Regions from separate parts of the Mus musculus genome. Here region 2 is linked to region 1. A link is a contact called in public promoter capture Hi-C data. All regions are on one chromosome and are shown on one strand. Each heading gives the region's core, a stretch centred on a gene start, on an enhancer-like site or on the middle of the called end of the contact. The rest is flanking DNA. Distances are from core to core; before and after follow the strand shown.

Evidence for each region. Capture Hi-C pulls out chosen DNA fragments and counts their contacts.
Region 2: a contact with region 1 is called in a promoter capture Hi-C map of liver, with 3 times the contacts expected there. The contact joins two enhancer-like sites.

The regions. Positions count from the first base shown.
Region 1 is chr19:46,133,135-46,138,398 of GRCm38.p6, forward strand. Elovl3 (elongation of very long chain fatty acids (FEN1/Elo2, SUR4/Elo3, yeast)-like 3) reads left to right here. Exons shown (of 4, transcript NM_007703.2): 2 at 1-121; 3 at 867-1,018; 4 at 1,241-2,560. The coding sequence ends at 1,668. It overlaps Pitx3 (paired-like homeodomain transcription factor 3), which reads right to left. Exons shown (of 4, transcript NM_008852.4): 2 at 4,231-4,360; 3 at 3,849-4,051; 4 at 2,551-3,471. The coding sequence starts at 4,348. The coding sequence ends at 2,884. Among named protein-coding and RNA genes, the nearest start is that of Elovl3, 3.9 kb to the left of the region's middle. Within about 2 kb of position 3,072, at least 119 of the 459 cell types and tissues checked have an H3K27ac peak or open chromatin away from gene starts, as enhancers often do. A contact at or near this core is called in liver, where this site is marked.
Region 2 is chr19:46,711,039-46,716,570 of GRCm38.p6, forward strand. It overlaps As3mt (arsenite methyltransferase), which reads left to right. Exons shown (of 11, transcript NM_020577.3): 6 at 1,183-1,252; 7 at 4,151-4,232. Among named protein-coding and RNA genes, the nearest start is that of As3mt, 6.3 kb to the left of the region's middle. Within about 2 kb of position 3,398, at least 10 of the 459 cell types and tissues checked have an H3K27ac peak or open chromatin away from gene starts, as enhancers often do. A contact at or near this core is called in liver, where this site is marked.

The DNA of each region.
Region 1 (5,264 bases), core at 1,822-4,321:
TTCTCATAGTGGTCGTCTATCTGTTGCTCATCGTTGTTGGCCAGACCTACATGAGAACGCGGAAGAGCTTCAGCTTGCAGAGGCCTCTCATCCTCTGGTCCTTCTTCCTGGCAATATTCAGGTAAGTTAGTCCTCCACCCCATGCTCTCTGCCTGTTCTTTAGTCCTTACATCTCCATTTTACCCTGAGGGTTTCTCAAATCCTCAGCCACGTCGACTTCTTTTCCATAGTACCTGGGTTTTCTCTCTTCCTTGAGCCCAAGGCTATGGTCTCTGTTCTGTTCCACCCCTCTTTAAAATGTTTACTTTAAAAGATAGTCTCTTAATCTGCACCCCAGACTGCTCTAATAGCCCACTGTGTAACCTAGGCTAGCCTCAAATACCACAACCGTCCTGCCTCAGTCCCCTGAGTTCTGGGAATACAGATGTTAGGCTCTACCCCATTCCTCTTGTGCTCGGGAAATCTATACGGCCGACAAAATTGTCTAGCCTTAAATATCTCAGTTCCCAAATTGCTCTTCCAAAGCAATCGAAGAGCATCAAGTTCCCCAGCCCCTCCTTTACCACGTCCTTCTGTCTCTTGCCACTTTTTCCTTCTGACTGGCAACCCACTTCAAGAACCCTGTGCTTAACTTTGACTTTCACCTCTCCCCCTGTATCCACTGGCTTTTTCTTAACCCATATCTCATGGAGAATACTTGTTAGATCTACCAGATTGGCCCCGGGAGCTCAAAAGCTGTAGCCACACTCCCCTCGGAAGGGTGAGGAGGTGATAGAGAGTTGGTTCCGACGTGGATGTGGTTGGGTCAGGTTCACGCCTGGCCATCCCCTAATCCCTTCATACCTTTGTGCATGGTCTCACTCCAGTATCCTGGGTACTCTGAGGATGTGGAAGTTTATGGCAACAGTGATGTTTACAGTGGGCCTCAAGCAAACCGTGTGCTTTGCCATCTACACGGATGACGCCGTAGTCAGATTCTGGTCCTTTCTCTTTCTTCTCAGCAAGGTTGTTGAACTGGGTGAGTGCAGGGGCTTTGTCTCCGGTGCCCAGTGACTTGAATCCTTCCCCAGCGCTCTTCCCTTACCCATCACATGGAGAGTCCCGGCCCTACTCCTGGGTCTTAGTGAGATATCCCCACCCCACACCCACACCGTGAGATTTCCAGATGTGTTCACACACCCCGGGGAGGGAGTGGTACCAGCACTGGGTGGCCTGACGACTATGATCCCTCACCTCTCAGGAGACACGGCCTTCATCATCCTGCGTAAGCGTCCACTCATCTTTGTCCACTGGTACCACCACAGCACAGTGCTACTGTTCACAAGCTTTGGATACAAGAACAAAGTGCCTTCGGGTGGCTGGTTCATGACCATGAACTTTGGCGTCCATTCTGTCATGTACACTTACTACACTATGAAGGCTGCCAAACTGAAGCATCCTAATCTTCTCCCCATGGTCATCACCAGCCTGCAGATTCTGCAGATGGTTCTGGGCACCATCTTTGGCATACTGAATTACATCTGGAGGCAGGAGAAAGGATGCCACACAACAACGGAACACTTCTTCTGGTCTTTTATGCTATATGGGACCTATTTCATCCTATTCGCTCACTTCTTCCACCGAGCCTACCTCAGGCCCAAGGGCAAAGTTGCATCCAAGAGCCAATGAGAGTAGGAAAGAAAGATGGAGCCTCAGCCGTTCCTCCGTGGCACTAAGGGTATGGGAGAATGATTAGGGTACCTCCCTGTATGGTTTCCCCCATGGGATATGTACCCTCAAAGTTGCAGGAAGCTATGACAACCAAGAAATGTCACCCTTGGGGATAGGGGGTGTGTGGTTTGGTACTTTGATGTTTCTGTCTTTAATGTGAAGGAAAACCAAGCCCTAGGAAGGAGATAGGACTGAGGTCCTTAAAATGGAGTTATTTATATTTATATTTAGAAATCTTTCTCTTCTTGCTCTATTTTTAAAAGAGGTCAACATGATCTTGAGGATTTGTGGACTTGGAGGGGAGGGGAGAGTGGACTGACTCTGTGGTAGGAGGAGGCTGACTCTGGGGAGTGAGTGATCTGCAGGGGGGGAGCCTGAGGGTGTGTGGAAGGACAGAGGCACACACAAACACTCAATAAGAATTCTAGGCCTGGTAGGCGCTTAATAAATGTCTTTTACAGACTAGAAGTTTATTGCTGTTAGAGACCCAAGCCTCTGAAAGGAACAGTGAGAAACAAGTCCTAAAATCATAGGCTAAACTGCAGAAGAGATCGCTGCGTGGAAGCACGGGTGACCAGACCTACCGGCTGTCCTCCCAGAGACCACCAGGTGGCGTCGCAGCACCAGCAGAGAACGATCCCTGTCAGCTAGCTGGTCACACCAAGCTTCATACTCCTTTTACTCCAGGAGACCCTGCTTCCCTATCCTGGAGGAAAGGAGTGAGACGGCAACCTTAGAAGCCTGGACGCTCACTCGGTTCCTGTACATCCAGCTGTCCTTTTGGACAATGGGAAGGATGAAGGGAAGGAGGGCTCAACCGCAAGTCTGAATCATCAGGCCTTTGACAGTCCGCGCACGTTTATTTCATTGATCTTTGAAAATGGGATAGGGGGAGTCTGGAGAAGGCGGGGTGAGCCAAGGGTGAATTGGCCCTGGGGGAGCTGGTCCCTGTTCCTGGCCTTAGTCCTAGGGGCGCGGTCTCCGCATAGGGGTCAGACCACCGCTCGGGGGCTGCGAGGGAAAAGGCCCTCTTCGAAGCCCGCGGCCTCTTCCCGGGTGCTCTGGCACCCCTTTCAGACCCTGGGACGAGGGCAAGCCAGTCTAGGCGACCCCTGTCCGGAGAGGCTGTGAATTACTGCCCCGCCCTCGGGGATGGATCCACAGACCTGCGGCTCACACCGGCCGTTCCACGGCGTACTGGCAGGGGCTAAGGTTAGCGGCCGGCGGCGGCCCGGGCACGGCGGGATAGCTGAAAGAGGCGTGCTGCTTGGCTTTGAGCCGCAGGCTAGCCAGGCTCGAGTTACACGGGTCCCGGTATACATAGGGGGAGGAGGCGGCTGCAGCGGCGGCTGCGGCGGCCGAGGCGTAAGGGCAGGACACTGCCCCGGAGGACACGGCGGCTGGAGCCAGCCCGGGGGGTGCCCCGCCCAGGCCCTGCAAGGCTCCGGGACCTGGTACGGTGCCCGGGGCAGCGGCGGCCGAGGGCACCATAGAAGCGGCGATGGAGCTGGGCGGTGAGAATACAGGCTGTGAAGCCAGAGGCCCCACGTTGACCGAGTTGAAGGCGAACGGGAAGGTCTTGGCGGCGAGCGGCGGGGCGAGAGCCTTGGGCGGCCAGTTGCCGTACGAGTAGCCCGGGTACACCTCCTCGTAGGGTGGCACCAGGCCCCCGAGCGGGGCTGCGAAGCCACCTTTGCACAGCTCCGCCTGCTGGCTGCGCTCCCGCTTCCGCCACTTGGCGCGCCGGTTCTTGAACCACACCTGCGGGTATCCGAGAAAGGCTGTCAGGAGGTGGAGTGGCTGGGGACTGGGCCACCCACAGTAGGATCGAGCCCGGGCGGGGAAGATCAGAGGTGCATGGTGGATGCAGGCTGGAAGGGAGGAGCGCACCGAGCCTGGGGGCCAGAGAAGTGAAGCCAGGGGCCGCAGGGTTTGGGGGAACAGCTCGGGATCAAAGAGAGATGAGGGGAAGGTAGAGCCTTGGTCCCAGCCGAGGAATCGAGTGATGGGGGTGGCAGGCAAGGCAGCAGGAGGGTGGGGAACTGGGCCCGACGTGGCACCGGCCCCGCAGAGTCACCAGCTACTTGGGATGGGGGGTGGGGGGCACGAGAGCGAGGTGCGCGCAGGTGGGGCCATACCCGCACGCGGGCCTCAGTGAGGTTGGTCCACACCGCGATCTCTTCGCGGGTGCTCATGTCAGGGTAGCGATTCCTCTGGAAGGTGGCCTCCAGCTCCTGCAGCTGCTGGCTGGTGAAGTGCGTGCGCTGCCGCCGCTGCTTCTTCTTCAGAGAGCCGTCCTCGGGGGAGCCCCCCGGCAGTGAGGCCGAGGCCTTCTCCGAGTCTGAGGGCCAGAATGTGGCAGGTCATAGGGCGCTAGGGCCTGTGCGGAGTCTCTGGTTCAGGGGCCTCAAGGAATTCCTCAGCCCCTGGCTGGCTCCCGCTCAGGTTATCACTCTCGCTCCCACCCCGCATCAAGGCTAAACTGTTTTCTCCTCCACCCCCAGAAGGGGGCGCGCTCACCACTGTGCTCCTGCCCCTTGCAGCCATGTTCTGGAAGCGGAGGGTGTGGAGTGCCTGCGTCCGATAACGACAGCGCAGGGCTTCGCGCCTCTGCCTCACCAAGCAGCCCAAACTCCATGGAGGGAGGTCTCTAGTAGAGGAAAGAGAAGACATATGTCAGGTTAATAGAAGTAAAGATCAGGGGCTTAGGGATACCCTGATGTGGTGCGTGCCTGTGACCCTAGTACTCAAGAGGCAGAAACAGGAAGATCTTCACTCTACAGTGTGTACCTGGTCAACCAAGAACACACGGTGAGACACACAGTCTTAAACAAACAAACAAACAAACAAACAACAACAACAGCCAACAAACTATCGATTTATCAGGCTCCTAATAGGGTTTCCTCATAACATTCTTGCCTCTTTTCCTATCCACTGACAAAAAGCTATCCCGAATGGTGCACTATAGAATAGAGTAGGGCGGGGCAGAGGAGATGGCTCAGCGGCTAAAGGCACCGGCTGCTCTTCCAGAGGATGTTTCTTCAATTCCCAGCACCTACATGACTGGCTGCTCACAACTGTCTGAATCTCCAGTTCCCGGGGATCCAAAGCCTTCTTCTGCCCCCCCCCCCGCCCCCGCCCCAGGGAGTAGGCACTCTGGTACTCTGGTGAACAAACATATATGCAGGGAAAGACACCCATACACTGGGAAAAATAAAAGAGTTGGGAAAGAAGGCCAATGAGAAAAAAGATGTACACTGAGAGGTTTTATGTAAGCACATGTACGATAGACTCATTAATTGTTGGGCTTATGCCTAGTGCCACGGCTACTCCATTTTGTTTGTTTGAGGCAGGGTCTCATGTAGCTCAGGCTAGCCTTAATTTTTGATCTTCCTTGCTGCTCCCACCTTTGAATGCTGGAATTTCAGGTCTGGGTTACCATGCCTGTCTGCCTGTCTGTCTGTCTGTCTGTCTGACTATCTATCTATCTATCTATCTATCTATCTGGTTTTTCTAGACAGGATTTCTCTATGTAGCCTTGGCTGTCCTGGAAC
Region 2 (5,532 bases), core at 2,148-4,647, 580 kb after region 1:
GCAGAATTTCAAATGTCACACAGTTGCAGAAATTGTCTGCAGCTGGCAAAATGACACCCCTGGCTAAAGCATGAGGCAAATCCTAGCTTTGCCACAGTCTGAGGTAGCGCCATCGCCCACACCTGGGATTAAAATGAAACATATATCCTTATAATATCTTTGTGTGTTTAAAAATGATTTATTTACTCTATGTAGATGGAAACACTCTCTTCATGTACACTAGAAAAGGGCATCGGATGCCATTACAGAGGGTTGTGAGCCACCATGTGGGTGCTGGGAATTGAACTCAGGACCTTTAGGAAGAGCAGCCAGTGCTCTTAACCGCTGAGCCATCTTTCCAGCTCTGTGCTTTTTGTTTTTGTTTTTAAGAAACCAAAATTCCAAAATTGTCTCCACAGCTTTGTTGTAATTTTTTGAGACAACCATCATATATGTGGTATCCTCTTCATTTTTGTTTCCAGACAGGGTCTCACTATATATATAATATATTTTATATATATAGTTATATAGTTTTATATATATATATATATATATATATATAGATAGATAGATAGATAGATAGATAGATAGATAGATAGATAGATAGTTATGGCTGGCCTGGAACTTGCCACATAGACCAGACTGACCTTGAACACTCAGAGATCTTTTTGCCTTTGCTTCCTGATTAAAGGGACGAGCTACCACATTTAGCAATGACTTAATTTTCGTTTTTTGTTGTTGTTGTTTTGTTTTTGTTTTTGTTTTTAATGGCAAATTATGGTCTCTTGTGTTTCTTGTCTTCTGAGTCTGTGTTAAGTCATGCCTGGGTAGCAGATTAGGCTGTGTATTTTTCTTTTGATGCTGGGAATTGAACCCCAAAGAAGCATTTCACCCCTGAGCCAGCGGGACACAGAGCTTCAAATGCTAATTCCGGGGAAGCCGCCTTTGGGGAACTTTGCGTGTTCACCTGGGGCTTGAACTCTTTGCCAGGTTTTGTTTTGTTTCGTTGCTTGGTGAACCTCGGGACAAGAAGAATCATGCTTACTGCTGTGTAACACTTTGCGTCTCTCTCCCTTACCTTGGGGGAGAGGAGAGCCAGGGTAAATCAGTAGTTCTGATGGCAAAATGGAAGCAAACTAAAAGGATGAATCATTAAACATCTGTTCTTTTTTCCTTCTTAAGTTTTTTTTTTTTTTTTAATAGATCCAACTGTGTTATCAACCTTGTTCCTGATAAACAACAAGTCCTCCAGGAGGTCTATCGAGTGCTGAAGGTGAGGGAGGGTGGAGACAATGGTCTTTAAACCCCAGAGACAGACTCCTGTTCTCCACTGGAACTAAGGATTCAAACACTTGATTAATCTACCAAATGAAGCAAAGCAGGAGCCAGGTTGGTCACGGTGGAGGATCAGGAGTTCAAGGGCTCTGCCTCGGATCAGGAGTTCAAGGGCTCTGCCTCGTAGACAGTTCAATGTCAACCTCAAATGTATGAAATGCAAAAAAAAAAAAAAAAAAGTGCATTAAAAAGCAGACCAGGATGAGGCAACACCCCAGGATGCAGGTTATTGACTGTTAAAATAGTTTCTCTTTCTCTCTTTCTTTCTTTCTTTCTTTCTTTCTTTCTTTCTTTCTTTCTTTCTTTCTTTCTTTCTTTCTTCTTTCTTTCTTTCCTTCCTTCCTTCCTTCCTTCCTTCCTTCCCTCCCTCCCTCCCTCCCTCCCTCCCTCCCTCTTTCTTTCTTTCTTTCTTTCTTTCTTTCTTTCTTTCTTTCTTTCTTTCTTTCTTTCTTTCTTGTTGCTCTCGGTTATTGACTGACTCTCAGATAATGCCTACAAAACCACCAGAGTCTGCTGACTCCCCCTGAAAGATTTCTGTGGACTTACCTTGCCTAGAACAGACCTGCCTGTATCTCACCGATACTGTTTCTGATACCAAGACATCTTATCCTGGGAAATCTAAGATGGATTTTTTTATATGAACACTTTTTTAAAGGGGAAATTTCCAGAAAAATCATAGCCTCCTGCAGATAAAAGGATTTGTCTCTTTGTACTAGAAAAGAAAAAAAAAAGTATTCTGGGATTAGTAGGGCTGAAGGTCTAGTTCAGTGGTGGATATGTGATTACCGTACAGAAAGCTCAATCTCTAAAACTGTAAAAGGAAATGTCTGAGATGTTTGGCTATTATATAGCTCAGATAGAAGTATCTATAATGGTCGGGATGGAGCTCAGAGGTTAAGCGCACTGGCTGATCTCCCATAGCACCCAGGTTCAAATCCCGGCACTTTCAAGGTAGCTTAGAACCATCTGTAATTCTAGCTATGGGCTCCAATAGCCTCTTCTGGATCCCAAGGGCACCAAGGCTTAGACACACATGCAGGCAAACACTTGGGCACGTAAAATAATACAATCAAATGTAAAAGTATTGGTCTGTGTAAGAATAATCAACCTCATGTCATTGTTAGAGACCAGCTTATGACCTTCACAGAGATCAACTGACAGATGCTAAGCATCACTACCGAACGTAGACGTCCATGCTTTGGAAATTAGCTAAATAATACCTTAAATTCCTGTTGACTCCTTTGTTAAGGACACGGAAAAAGTTTAATGTGTAATAATATCACTGTACATCACTGTAATTTCCCTTCCTTCCTTCCTCCCTTCCTCCCTCCCTCCCTCCCTCCCTCCCTCCCTCCCTTCCTTCCTTCCTTCCTTCCTTCCTTCCTTCTGTTCATCTTTTCTTTTTTTCTTCCCCGCCCCCCCCCCCCCCCGCCCCAATAGGGTTTCTTTCTGTAGCCCTGGCTGTCCTGGAACTCACTTTGTAAACCAGGCTGGCCTCAAACTCACAGAGATCTGCCTGCCTCTGCCTCCTGGGATTAAAGGAGGTGCTACTACGGCGTAGCTTTATTACTATAATTTTCAAGGGATAAGACTATTAATTCTATGGGTGTCTGCTGTTAGTTGTCTGGACACCTAGGACTGTGTTCCTCTTGGATTAGCTAAAAATGTAGACAACTTGGGCAGTGTATTTAGGAGAGATGCTCACTTTTTCCCCTCCTGTGTTCTTGCTTATTTAAAACCTTTAAAATAAGATTTTCTTATTTTGTTTAATATGAATGTTTTGTATAAACGTTTTGTCTCTATGCACACATGTGTACCATATGGGTGTCTGGTGCCCACAGAGATCAGAACTGGACTCACAGGGTGTAGATGTTGGAGACTGAACTTGGTTCCTCTACGTCAGTGGATCTCACCGTGTGGGTCTCAGCCCCTCAGATATCCTGTTTATATTACAATTCATAACAGTAGCAAAATCACAGTTATGAAGTAGCAATGAAAGACTTTTGTGGTTGGGAGTCACAGCGTGAGGAACTGTTTAAAGGGTTGTAGCATTAACAAGGGTGGGGACCTTTGCTCTACATTCTTACAACATCTACGAGAACGGCAACTGCTCGTAATCTCTGAGCCATCTCATCTCTCCAGCCCAGTTTTTGCTTCTGAGTTTCATCGTGGCATGTGTATGGTGGTGGTGGTGGTGGTGTGTTAGTGTGTGTGCGCACACACACACACAGGCAAGCATACATGGAGACCTGTGTAGCCCTCAACTTTATTTATTTATTTTTTTTTTTTGAGATATGGTTCCTCACTGAACCTAGAACTCACCAAATTGGGTAGGAGTGCTGGCTGATCAGCCCCAGGGACTTACCTGCCAGTCCCGTCAGAGCTGGGCCTATGAAAGTAAACCATGCCTGGCTTTTGTGGATGCTGAAAACTGGAACTCAGCAGTTACTCATGTAGCCAGCACTTGACCCAGCTACCCACCCTCCTCCAGCCTCATTGCTGCCTTCCCATCGACGTAGACTGCACTTAGAGGCTATTGACCTCTCTTCATCCTCTCATGCCTCTCTGCTCTCCTCCAACTCCCTTCCTTCTGAAACTTAGGAAGCCCTTGTATGTTGAACAGGACACTGGAGAAATAAATACCCCTCTCTCTGTGTTTTGTTTCTAACGAAGGAAGCGCTGTTATTTGTTCAAAGGTCAGCTTGGCCAGTGTCAGCTCAAACACTGGGATTTTAAAACCCTTCTCCTACGCTCATCCACGTTGTTGTTGTTGTTGTTGTTATCTAGGACCAATATAATCTTTAACCTTGCTCAGATGTGCACTGCTCTCTTTCAGCACGGCGGGGAGCTCTATTTCAGTGACGTCTATGCCAGCCTTGAAGTGCCAGAAGACATCAAGTCGCACAAAGTTTTATGGGGTATGTGTTCTTGTTTTATTCCTGTCAGTTATTGTTGGCCAGTGTAGAGCTCCATCCTGCAAGTAAGGTGGGATGGAACACTGGACAGGAGAGCAAGTGATGTGAGGCCAGAAGGTTCTGTTCTTTTTCTGCCACTCAAGAGCAGTATGTGGGCTGGTGAGATGGCCCAGTGAGTAAAGGCATTTGTGGTCATTTAGGGCTTTACTGCTGTGAGCAGACACCATACCAAGGCAAGTCTTATAAAGGACAAAACCTAATTGGGGCTGGCTTACAGGTTCAGAGGTTCAGTCCATTATCATCAAGGCAGGAGCATGGCAGCATCCAGGCAGGCATGGCATAGGAGGAGCTGAGAGTTCTACATCTTCATCTGAAGCCTGCAAGTGGAAGACTGGCTTCCAGGCAGCTAGGGTGAGGGTCTTAAAGCCCATGCCCACAGTGACACACCTACTCCAACAAGGCCACACCTCCAAATAGTGCCACTCCCTGGGCCAAGCTTTATACAGACCATCACATGGTCCCAGGCTGGTAACCGAGTTTGATCTCCAGAACTCATGTAAAGGTGGGAGGAGAGGACAGATTCCATAGAACTGTTCTCTGACGTGCACTGTGGCACACGTGTCCACCTGTGTATACACACACACACACACACACACACACACTAAACTTTTTAAACAGTGATATGTATGATCTTAGGCAATTTAATTTATGTTATTGTTTTTTAAGCTATACAATGAAAATAATAGCACAGACTACCTTTAAAACTATTTTGAAGAATAAATGAGATAGAGTATCCCTTTATTGTCAATTAGGAGTTTCTAGAGGTTGAAGAGATGAATGCATGCTTGTGATTAGTCTGACTGTAAAATAAAACTTGACATTTAAGCTGTGAGTGGTGGTACATGCCTGTGATCTCGGCTCTCTGGGCATGGAAACAACAGGATCAGTGCTCATTTAAGGCTTGTGTGGGCTACACAATGATACATAGTCTCAACCCCCCCAAATATTATTATTATTAATAATTATTTTTTTTGTTTTTTTAAGACAGGGTTTCTCTGTGTAGCCCTGGCTGTCCTGGAACTCACTCTGTAGACCAGGCTGGCCTCAAAGTCAGAAATCTGCCTGCTTCTGCCTCCCAAGTGCTGGAATTAAAGGGGTGCACCAGCACTGCCTGGCCCAAAGCTTATTTTTAAAATAAGTTGTGTTAACCTTTTTATTATACAATAATAGAAATGGGTAGTGTTAAAAGCAGGAAAATAGGCCAAGTATGGTGACACATGCCTTTATTCCAGCATTTGGGAGG